Linked DNA regions of Neogale vison: region 1 is linked to region 2. The links are chromatin contacts, called in public Hi-C maps. All regions are on one chromosome and are shown on one strand. Each heading gives the region's core, a stretch centred on a gene start, on an enhancer-like site or on the middle of the called end of the contact. The rest is flanking DNA. Distances are from core to core; before and after follow the strand shown. Region 1 holds the start of KNL1 (kinetochore scaffold 1). Region 2 holds the start of VPS18 (vacuolar protein sorting-associated protein 18 homolog).

Evidence for each region. A called contact is a pair of places that touch in the nucleus more often than the background predicts.
Region 1: a contact with region 2 is called in a Hi-C map of fibroblasts, with 3 times the contacts expected there. The contact joins the promoter of KNL1 here to the promoter of VPS18 in region 2. A contact is called at or near these places in 2 of 3 Hi-C or Micro-C datasets (fibroblasts and muscle).

Annotation. Positions count from the first base shown.
Region 1 is chr13:86,680,199-86,685,706 of ASM_NN_V1, forward strand. KNL1 (kinetochore scaffold 1) reads right to left here and starts at 1,373. Exons shown (of 26, transcript XM_044229588.1): 1 at 1,275-1,373. TRNAS-GCU (a tRNA gene) reads left to right here and starts at 1,747; the gene lies at 1,747-1,828.
Region 2 is chr13:86,423,581-86,428,663 of ASM_NN_V1, forward strand. VPS18 (vacuolar protein sorting-associated protein 18 homolog) reads right to left here and starts at 3,485. Exons shown (of 5, transcript XM_044230514.1): 1 at 3,065-3,485; 2 at 1,898-2,039. The coding sequence starts at 3,155.

The DNA.
Region 1 (5,508 bases), core at 123-2,622, 250 kb after region 2:
AACCATGCTGGACAGTGCAAATATAAACCATTACCATTTTCACTGAAAGTTTTATTAGACAGCACTATCAATATCTAGATTATCTTCTACTATGATCTCTTATTCAGTAATCAGGCATGTCACTGATAATACCACTCCATACATTTTTGTATCTATTTGTCATCTTGTAAACATTTCCAGCCATTCACATAGTGAAGAATTGAACCCAGTCTTTACTCAGCAACATCTTAAATTGACTCATCGCTATAATGTATCCTTCCCTTCAAGTTCCACCTCAAATGCCCCTTTCTCTACAAAGCCTCCTTTAGTTTCCAGGGCCAAAAGCATCAAATAAATGCTCCCTTTTATGTGCTCCAATACCACCTTACAATGTCCTATAATCCTTTACATTGTTTTGCATCATAGCTATTTGTGAATGTTAATCATTTTCTCTTCTGGACTGAATATTCCTCCAGATTAGGGACTCTGAGTCATTCGCTCCCGGCCCTAGCACAAGACGAGGAACCCAATAAATACCTGAGGAATTCGATTGATCCAATTCAAATGAAGTACAAACTTCAATCTTAATATCTAGGGTAAGCTCTGCTCTGGTTTTCTCCGTCATATCGACAAATTTATCTCTAAAATTCCAATCGGCAATGTTTGAGAATTTTTTTTCTTAAACTCAATATTGAGATAAGCAGCAAGAAAAAGAGGCTTTAATAAGCTCCGAGCTACTAGTGGCCACAAGGAGAAATTTTCAAAACTCGTCTGTGGTTAATACTGGCTTTATTTGTTAATGTTACTGTAACTGCTGGAAACCGAATGTCTGTTCAGTGCTGCCAGTAAACAAACTACGACCTGACGAGCGCTTAAAACCACTCAACGCTGTCACTTCATTTACAGCTAAGAAATGACCGAGTAGGAAATACAAACCGCCGGGAGTACCCTAGGGAAGGGGTGCGAGGCACCGTGCGGGAGCCCTGACAGAAGATGGCGGGGCGGGGCGGGGCGCAGCCGACCCGCAATCCGAGCAGGCCGGAGGGGCTCAGGTGTGGAGGGAAAAGTGCTAGGGAAGAGGAAGGAGTACAAAGTGCAGGCACGGGTAGGCAAAGAGCCCCACAACCCGGCAAAAACTTCTACTCTGGGCCCAGAGCTTTCGGAGGCCGCCGGGCGGAGGGAGCGTCTCCACGTCCCACCACCGAGTCTTCAGAGCGCCCAGAAAAAACTAATGCCCACCTCCATCACCCCCCAACCCGGGAGTCTGGAACGAAAGGGTCATTCTCTTTACCCACCGCAGTCCAGCTTCTTGACAAAGGCTGCTCAGACTTGTTTGGGGTCCGCGCGCTCCTCAGAGAGCAAGTCAGCTGCCGCCCACCGACAAACCTCACTACGCCCAGACTATTTCAGTGAAGTATTCAAATATAACCGCCTAGCTGTTGCACATGCGCAAAACCGCTCTACGCGGCGGCTCCGCCCCTTAGACTCCGGAGCAATCCTCTTCCTGACTCCTTTAAACAAACTTCCTTCCTCCTGCTCTGTATATAAATTTTATTTCCTTAAAGCCTATCTCACTTTCCACCGAATTTTTCTTTGTCCCACCCCATTGTAGAGCCCTCACATCATGGCAGCAGCCATCTTCTTTTGATTACTTGCTGTAAAAATGATCAGATCTTTGTTTCCGTACAAAATGGCGGCCTCCATAACGTTGCGTCACATCCCCCCAGTATTACTCCCTATAGCTACCAGGAAGCAGTAGGTTTCTGGGACGAGGTGGCCGAGTGGTTAAGGCGATGGACTGCTAATCCATTGTGCTCTGCACGCGTGGGTTCGAATCCCATCCTCGTCGAACGTAGCTTTTGCTTCAAAAGGACGTAAATTTACTTGCGATGGAAAATACTTGATTATTCCAGTTACGGTTTACTAGTGGATTTACTCTGGCAGGGTCAATATCTGGTTTGAGGTGTTTGGAAGGTAGGTTTTGGAGCATTCGAACGTCGCGGATAAAAACGAGGGAAAGAAACATCCCAGATGTGTGTGCTTGATTTAGTATCTTTTTATACGAAGTAAACAACAGTGCTTAGAATTCCATGTTAATTAACCTAGCTTCTGAGTGAGGAACTTACCCCGTGGTTTTTAATACCTGTCCTTGTTATGACATACCAGGTTTTCACTGCAAAAGCTACTATAAAACAGTGTTCAAGATTCCCTTCCAGTCCCCAGCAGGTTGCACGTGCTCAAAAAAAGTATACACTGGGAAATATTAAAAAGATGTTGACGACATGCAGAAACTTAACAGTATCTAGAAGCCAGAGACTGAGAACCCGAAAAATGGCTACCTTAACCACGGAAGAAAAGTGTTAAGCTTGTTCTTTTATTTAAACAGAGAGGGAGGCATAGGGGACAAAATAGAAGAGAGGGGTTCTCCTCTTCAAAGGTAATCAGGCAGATTCATTCAACTCATATTTAACCAGTATTTATCCAGTATTTATTTATTTATCCAGTATTTATCCAGTATTATCTACAGCAGCACAATGAAATGCATCACTTTAACTCATCATAACCCTATGATCATGATAGATCATGATCATTTTTATTACTCCTTTTTACAGATGAGGACACTGAAAGATAAACTTGTCCTAGGTTATACAGTTTTTATAACTGTGTAAGAAAGGGCAATGTAATCCAAGTCTGTCCAGCTCTGCTGGGTCTTAACCACCATCCAATATGGTGCTGGAGATTAGCATTTAGTGCTCATTTATCCCTTGCAGAAATGATTTACATGTCCTCTCTCCCACGCGGCTGTGCACACTGCAGAGTGCCATAGAACCTGGCACCTGGCTGGTGTTTCTGCAAGCTTTGCAGCCCTGAGAAAAGGCAAAAGCCCCTGCTCCACTGGTGCCACTGGTTCATCCCTCACTTAAATCCAAATCCCTTAGAGATATTGATGCCGCTCTGTGTTAAGGGCTTTGGGTTGCTCCAACACCTGTCTTCAGCCTTGCTCTCCAATCCATTTGCCACTCTGCTATTAGGAAGTGTTAACTATCCCAGTTCCACACACTCATAAGGAGTTCATGGATATTCAATTGGTTATTCAGTTGGAGGAAAAAGTGCATCTTTATTTTCACTAATCTATCATTGAAAGCACTGCCCTCAATAAAGGCAAGCAATGAACTATAGTAATATTAACCTTACCTGTAATTTTGTTACCAAGAGAAATCACAGATACATTATATTCCATTACCTGCTCATCACTACTTCAAAATAATAGTTATTAGATCTGCCATTAGATCTTGTAAAGTTAGGCATTCCTAAGTACATACAGTATTATATTATTATACACAGATTTTAAAAATATTTCAGTAACTGTATTCCAACATAATTGTTTCCTTTGTATTCCAACAAACTTAATTTTATGTATTTAAAAACAGCATTCTGAGAAGCAACCAAATGACTTCACCAGACTGCCCAAGAGGTCTATGTCACCAAAAAAGTTAAGAACATCTGACACTTTTCTAAAGTGCCCTGAACATACCAATATTCACTTGTTCTGAACTAGGCTTAGCTCTCTACACCTAAGACCTATGCTATTTCTACTCCTCTCCCTGGAACATGTTTTTGCTCCCCTGCACCTCCTTCCCATTCACCACTGCCTGCCTGGCTCCTGCTTCTCCTTCAGATCTTGGCTTAGACATCATCCCCATCAACAAGTCTCCCTTTGCCCTGCAACCCTCAGCTCCATGTTAGATTCTCTGCAATTAGTCCATGTACTCTCTCTTGCTCTGGGCCTTTGCAATCCTCCTGGATACTCCTGGGCTGCTCTCCTCCTACCTCCTGGTTACTACCCCAGCAGTTGCCAGACAATATTTAAATGGACTATTAGGACTGCAACCTCTCTAAAGACTGGCAAGACTGCATCATTTCTCTGAGTTTTGTCTGCTTCCTGCGGCTACGGCTTCCTATGGAAAACTGATAAGATCTATCAATGTGTCCAGTCTGTACAAATAAAAAGTGAGTGGATTACTTTCCCAAAGGAACATCTTCAGCTGTAGAAATTCTGAAAATATAAAGCATTGGAAGTGTCTAGAGGAAAAAAAAAAACTTGTGAGTGGAAGGTCACTTTTCTGTTCTTCAGTTCTTCACCTGTATTCATGCTTAGATCATTTGTGGTTTCTTCCATATGAAATTGCAGTAATACTTGCAATGACCGTTCAGTGTTTTGCATTTATATAATCTCTTCACCTGTAAGAATTGTGCTTACTTTTAACTTTTTCTAAAAAAAAAAAAGGGCTGAGGAGGACCTTGGATTAATAATGGAAAGATACATTTGTAATAAGGCAGTAAAAAAGTTAGAGGCGCCACCTACTGTCGCAGCTGCAACTACAAGACTTGGGAAAGAATTCTAGAGAAATCGCTGCTACCTTTGGAAAGATCTAGATTACTTGCCCAAATTTGTCTACAGACCTTGGATCAGGGAAACCATTCTCCATCAACACCAGGGTTCTTCTTCACAAGGCCTATCCTGAACTACTGCAGGGTTTCTCACCCTCTGGAAGACCACAAGAGAAAAATCATGACATAATCAAAGATGCTATCAAGGTATACCAGCTTCTTTACTTCTTCAGGGCCAGGGAGTGGGCCTTCATTCTCCTAGTCCAGCTTCAGGAAGACCCACTGTGTTCAGAGAATGAGGTGCTCTGGGAAGAACTGCTGAGTGTTGCTGACCAGTGATGGACAGCAGCCCTTCTAGGACATAGCTTTGAAGGAAGAATTGAAATCCAAAGAATTTGGTTTTCCTTTTGGGGTTTTTGTTTTGTTTTGGTGACCTCAAGTTTGTTTCTTAATTCCTGCAGGAAAAACCCAGACCTTGTGCTGCAAAGCTTGTTTTAGAGAGCAGGCAATGACAGAAGTGAGTACAGTCTGTTCCTACCTTTAGGAAGTATGGTCTCACTGGAAAACCATTTCTGGGAAAACAGTCATGACAAGGCCTGAAGAAGTTCAAGGGTGAATCAAGGTATTCTTTGTGATTGAGACACCAACTAAAAACATTTTTCTTTGCTCATATTGTTCCGAGCATGCACATGAAAGCATGCCCTTTGTTGTAATAGCCTCTGGGAATGCCTACTCAGTTGAAAATGAAATGTTTTCATATTAAAGATCTATAGAGGGGTGCCTGGGTGGCTCAGTTGGTTAAGTGTCTGTCTTCAACTCAGGTCATGATCCCAGGGTCCTGGGATGGAGCCCCACATCGGGCTCCCTGCTCACTGGGGAGGCTGCTTCTCCCTCTGCGCCCCTCTCCTCCTTTCTCTCGCTATCTCTTTCTGTGTCAAATAAATAAAATCTTAAAAAACAAAACAAAAAAACTATAGAACAGGGACACCTGGGTGATTCACTCAGTCAAGTGTCTGCCTTTGGCTCAGGTCATGATCCCAGGGTCCCAGAATCAAATCCCTCATCAGGATCCTTGCTCAGCAGGGAGCCTGCTTCTTCCCCTGCCTACTGTTCCCCCTGCTTGTGCTCTTTCTCTCT
Region 2 (5,083 bases), core at 2,235-4,734:
AAATGGTGAAAATTACTGTTTGTAATTTCTGTCAATCTGATAGGTTAAAGGCATGGTACCTTGTTGTTATTTTCCAAAGGTTGAAAATATATTTAGATGTTTACTAGAAATGTAGACTTCCTCTTCTGTAAACTATTGGCTTATACTCTTTGCCCTCCCCTTTCCTTTTTCTTACTAGTTTTTAAGGACTTTTTAAGGAATAGGATTAAAAAAATCTATAGCCTTACATGGAAAAACATCCTTTTCCCACCATTTTTGATCATGCCTGATTCAAATGCTTTTTTTAAAAGTTAATTATTATTTTATTTATTTATTTTGAGAGACAGAGAGTGTATGATTGGCGGGAGGGAAGGACAGAGGGAGAGGGAGAAAGACAGTCTTTTTTTTTTTTTTTTTTTTTTTTTTTGGAAAGAGAGAGAGAAAGAGAGCACAAGCGGGGGAGCAGCAGAGGGTGAGGGAGTGGCACACTGCCTGCTGAGCAGGGAGCCCAATGCAGGGCTCAATACCAGGACCCTGGGATCATGAGCTGAGCTGAAAGCAGATGCTCCACTGACTGAGCCACCGAAGCACCTTGGGAGTGAGAGAATCTTAAGCAGGCTCCATTCCCAGTCCAATGCACGACTTGATCTCACAACCCTGAGATCATGAACTGAGCTTAAATCAAGAAAGACACCTAACTGACTGAGTCACTCAAGCGCCCTGTATTATTTTTTTTAAAGTACACTCTACACCCAACATAGGGCTCGAACTCAGGACCCCAGAATCAAAAGTTCCATGTTCTTCCCACTGAGCCAACCAGGTGCCTCTCAAAAGTTTTTTTTTTTTTTTTTTTGGTCATAACAGCAATTACTGTGTAGTCAAATATATCTGTCTTCTTCCTAGCGGATTTTCTAGCTTGAGTAAGAAGATCTCCCTTTGGCCAAGAACAAAGACATTTATTATGTATTCTTTTATTTTTTTTATCTTAATTAACTTATTTTTTTAAAGAGGGAGGGGGGAGAGGCAAGGGAGGGAAAGAGAATCTGAAGTAGGCTCCGTGCCCAGCACAGAGCCTGACATGGGGCTCAATTTTACAACCCCAACATCATGACCTGAGCCAAAATCAAGAGTCAGACACTACTCACTAAGCCACCCAGGCACCCTCATTAAATATTCTTTTGATATCGTTTATTTTTGTATTTTTAAAGATTTTATTTATTTATTTATTTATTTATTGGGTGGTGAGTGGCGGGGGAAGGAGCAGAGAGGGAGAAGCAGGCTTCCCGCTGAGCAGGGAGCCTGACACGGGGCCCAATCCTAGGACTCTGAGATCATGACCTGAGCCAAAGGCAGACGCTTAACCAATTGAGCCACCCAGGTGCCCTAATATTCAATTTACTTTTAATATTTATATGCTTATTCCACTTCGAATTTTTTTTTGTGATCTAGAGGCTTAGGTCTGTTTTATCTCTGATAATTATTCTGGATAAACAACTCTGCTGATACTTTTGTTATACATTATTTCCACTTATGTTTGTATGTATGTATGTATTTCCAATTTTATTGATATACTATTTCCATTTACAGTGGATTTATTTTAGGACTCTAGACAGTTCCCCTGATCAATATGACCAGTGTGTGGGTTGTACTATCTCTAACAGGTGAAGGGACACATTCAGAGACTGGGTGACTTGCTCAATATTCCCTAGCTGGTAAGTGGGAGAGCTGGGATCTGATCCAGGTCTACCTGATATTTACTACTACACTGCATTAATTCTCTTTGGGAATGGATATTCTTGGAAAATTCCAAATCTACTGTTTCACCTGTCCAGAGTGAAAGAAAGGCCCTAGTCACTAATTAGGCCCCAGATACCACTAATTCAGTCCCTACTCCTAAGCCTTTTGGGCCCTCACTCACCGGAGTAGTGTATCCTTGCCCAGGCTCATGCAGAGCTGATTGCAGGAGACAACAAGACTGGTAATTCGCTCAGAAGGGGTAAAGTCAATGCGCTGCTTCGTGAAAATGGGCACTTCCTTCTCTAGCTGGGCATTCACATACCCTACAGGGAAGGAGGGAATTAAACGTTAGGTATGGAAAATGTGGAGGAGGAAGGACAAGGAGAGGCAACCAAAAATGTTTCCTCTTCACCTTCCCAACATATCCCTACCCCAAGCGTTTGGTTAAAAGCTTAATATCAATGTATCAGATAGTTTGCTAATCACCTCTACATTAGGGTCCTGGGCTCCTTTCACACCTCTGACAGCCATAAAGAATGGATTCTTTGAACCCATGGATTGCTGCTGCACTGTCATGTACCCGCTCCCAATAGTAATGTGGGGCAAGCGTTGGATATTCTCCCTTAGCAGTCCTGGGCCCAGCAATCCCAGCTCAACTAAAGTATTCTAGATCACCCCCTCCCCTCCTCCCTGCCCATGCAGTAATGCTCTCACTGAGTTTCCAGAAAAATGTAGGAAGAGCGAGCCCTGGGGAACGTGCCAATCAAACTGAAGCTTCTTTCTCTCTCACCTTTGCTCTCGTGTCTTTACCATTGCACAAAATATCCCAGCACTTCAGAACCCTCCGCCAATCCTGTTCACTTTCTAAAAAATTTCCCCTCAACACCAGGCTGCACCCAGATCTAGTAAAGGACTAAAATAACTGCATTTTCCCCTGTCCAGTAAAGTTCCCTCTAGGACCAGTCTTCCTTCCTCTACAATACTCTCCTACAACCATTTTCTTGGACCACTCTCTTCTTCCCGCCTCCAGAAGGGGCCTGGTAGGAAAAGCATAGGCTCTGGCTGAAGCCTTGGAGCTTATTCTCAGTTCTCTCAACTGTGGCCCTGTAGACAAGCCACTTCCTTATCTGGGTCCCAGTTTCCTCTTAGGACCCTAGTGGCAGGGCCTAGATCACGAGGCTGCTCTTTCAAACTTCGACCATCCTCCAGCTGGGGGCCAAGAGAGTCTGCGGAGATTCAGAGGCCTAGATCTGGACTGCACCTCTAGGCGGTGAACCGGACCTCCTGGAGCTACTTCCCCGATCCCTCCCAGCAGGTGCCAGGTGAGCGGCGCCCTCCCCTCCCTTACCGGAGTGGGGGATGCCCACGCTGGGGCAGCCAGGCTGCAAGACGGCCGAGCGGGACAGGGAATCCTCGTATTCATCCAGGATGGACGCCATGGTGCCCGGCCTCTGGGATCTCCCTCCCGGGCCCAGGGATTACAACAGGGTTCCCCCCAGGGATCCCCGTCGCCCTGGATTGGAAACTGCGTCTCCCCAGCCTCGACAAGAATCTGTTGACAGATTTTGGCAATCCGCCGCTCACTCCTCCTCTTTAGAATCCAGAGGATTTTCTCGCTCTCGCCTTATAAAGTGAGAAGACTGGGGAGCCCCCCCCTTGAATCTGGCGCAGTCCTGCACTCCGCTCCCGCACCCCAAAAGATCACTGGCTCCCCTTAGCCGATTCGAGAAGACCCAACCACGCCCCGGCAGCTCAGCTGACTCCCGCCCCCGGGACGCGCGCCTATAACGTAACTTCCGGGTTCTTGGAGTCCCGCGTTTACTCGCTCAGGATCGTACCCTGGCCGGCCACTCGGGGGCGCGGCAAGGGCTACGGAGGAGGGGGCGGGGCGGAGGCGGGACGAGGGCGGGGGGCGGGCCAGGGCCGGGGCCGGGCGGTTCCTGAGGGAGGGAGCCGGAAGTTCTGCGGGAGTTCTCGGCTGGAGGCGGAGCGCTGGACTAGGCAGAGGTGCGGTCCCGGTGGATGCTCCGCGGCTTCCTCCGAATACAGGCCCTTCCTTCCAGGGTGCAGTTCCGAGCTCTGAAGCCAGGGGGCAATCCTGGCTCTTTTAGGCCGTTCCCCACCCGGCCGCGGAGTTCAGCCCCAGCCTCGAAGCCAGTTCCCGACTCCTTTTGTGCCCAGGCTTCCCTCTCAGACCGCTCAGCCTCCGTGTCCGGTTCCCGCTCCAACCTCTCCAAACAGGCCGCTGCCCTAGGTCCTCAGGAGAACCTCCCGTTCCTCGGTCTAGTCGCAGTCTTGATCCTATCTTGACAAGGCCAAGACAACCAGTTCTGGCCTCTCTTCTCCCACCATTTAGGAACCCACCAGCTTTCAGGAAGTGACAGAGCTGGTCACCTGGCCAACGGAAGCCAAGAGCTACCTAACCGGCCTCGAACCGGCTGCGTAATGCCTCCTCGGTGTGAGGAGAGACAGAATGGGCGGCAGAAAAGACCCAGCACAGCTAAGGGCTGCAGGACTGCTTCGATTCACTCGTTCAAAATAGCGTCCTTACTCTTTGCCTGCCTAGCCTTGGGCTGGGTGCTGGAGTTACAGAGATAAGTACAATATCATCCTTGAAGGTCATAAACCAGCAGGGACAATGGACCAGTAAACAGATCATTAATGCTAGAAAAGCGATGGTTGGATTTGTTCAGAACCTCACTCATTCCAAAGTGAGCATACACTCTGCCAGGCACGATTCCAGGCTCTGGGGGCGGCTCGACAGAGAACAAAACGGAGGAAAGTCTCAGCCCTCGTGAGGCTAACCCAGGGACATGGTCTTAGCGCTGTGGGAGCACAGAGGGGCAAATACCTGCAGAGCCTGGCAGGAACGAAGGACAAGTGACCTACCTTGAAGACTGGTGGAGAGTCCAAAGCTCACAAAGTGCCACTCCGTTTTGGTTTCCCTCTTGCACCCACCTAGGCCACCCAGACAGAGCCTGTTCCCTTCGGGGACCTGCAGACTCTACCTTGTTGAAATAGGGCTATGGGCCAGGGTCACTGCCATCCTGATTTTAACATGTAGCCTGGGAGTAATGACTAAAAGCGCCCCCTTTACTTTCAGACGCGTCCGGGTTTGTGCCACATATTGTGTGGTCCCGCTACTCTTGCTGAACTACCCTGCCAGGCACAGAGGACTGAACCCTCACCAGCCTACACCAAGGGCTTTCTGGACTGGCCCTGGCCTGGGATGGGGACACAAGTTAGGCTGAACACAGTAACTTTCTGTGGCTCCCGGGTCCCACTTCTCCCGTCCAGAACCTGCAGAAGCAAAGCCTCTCTCCCAACCAAGGGTGCGGCTTGGCAGGCTAGATCCCAGAAGGGAAGT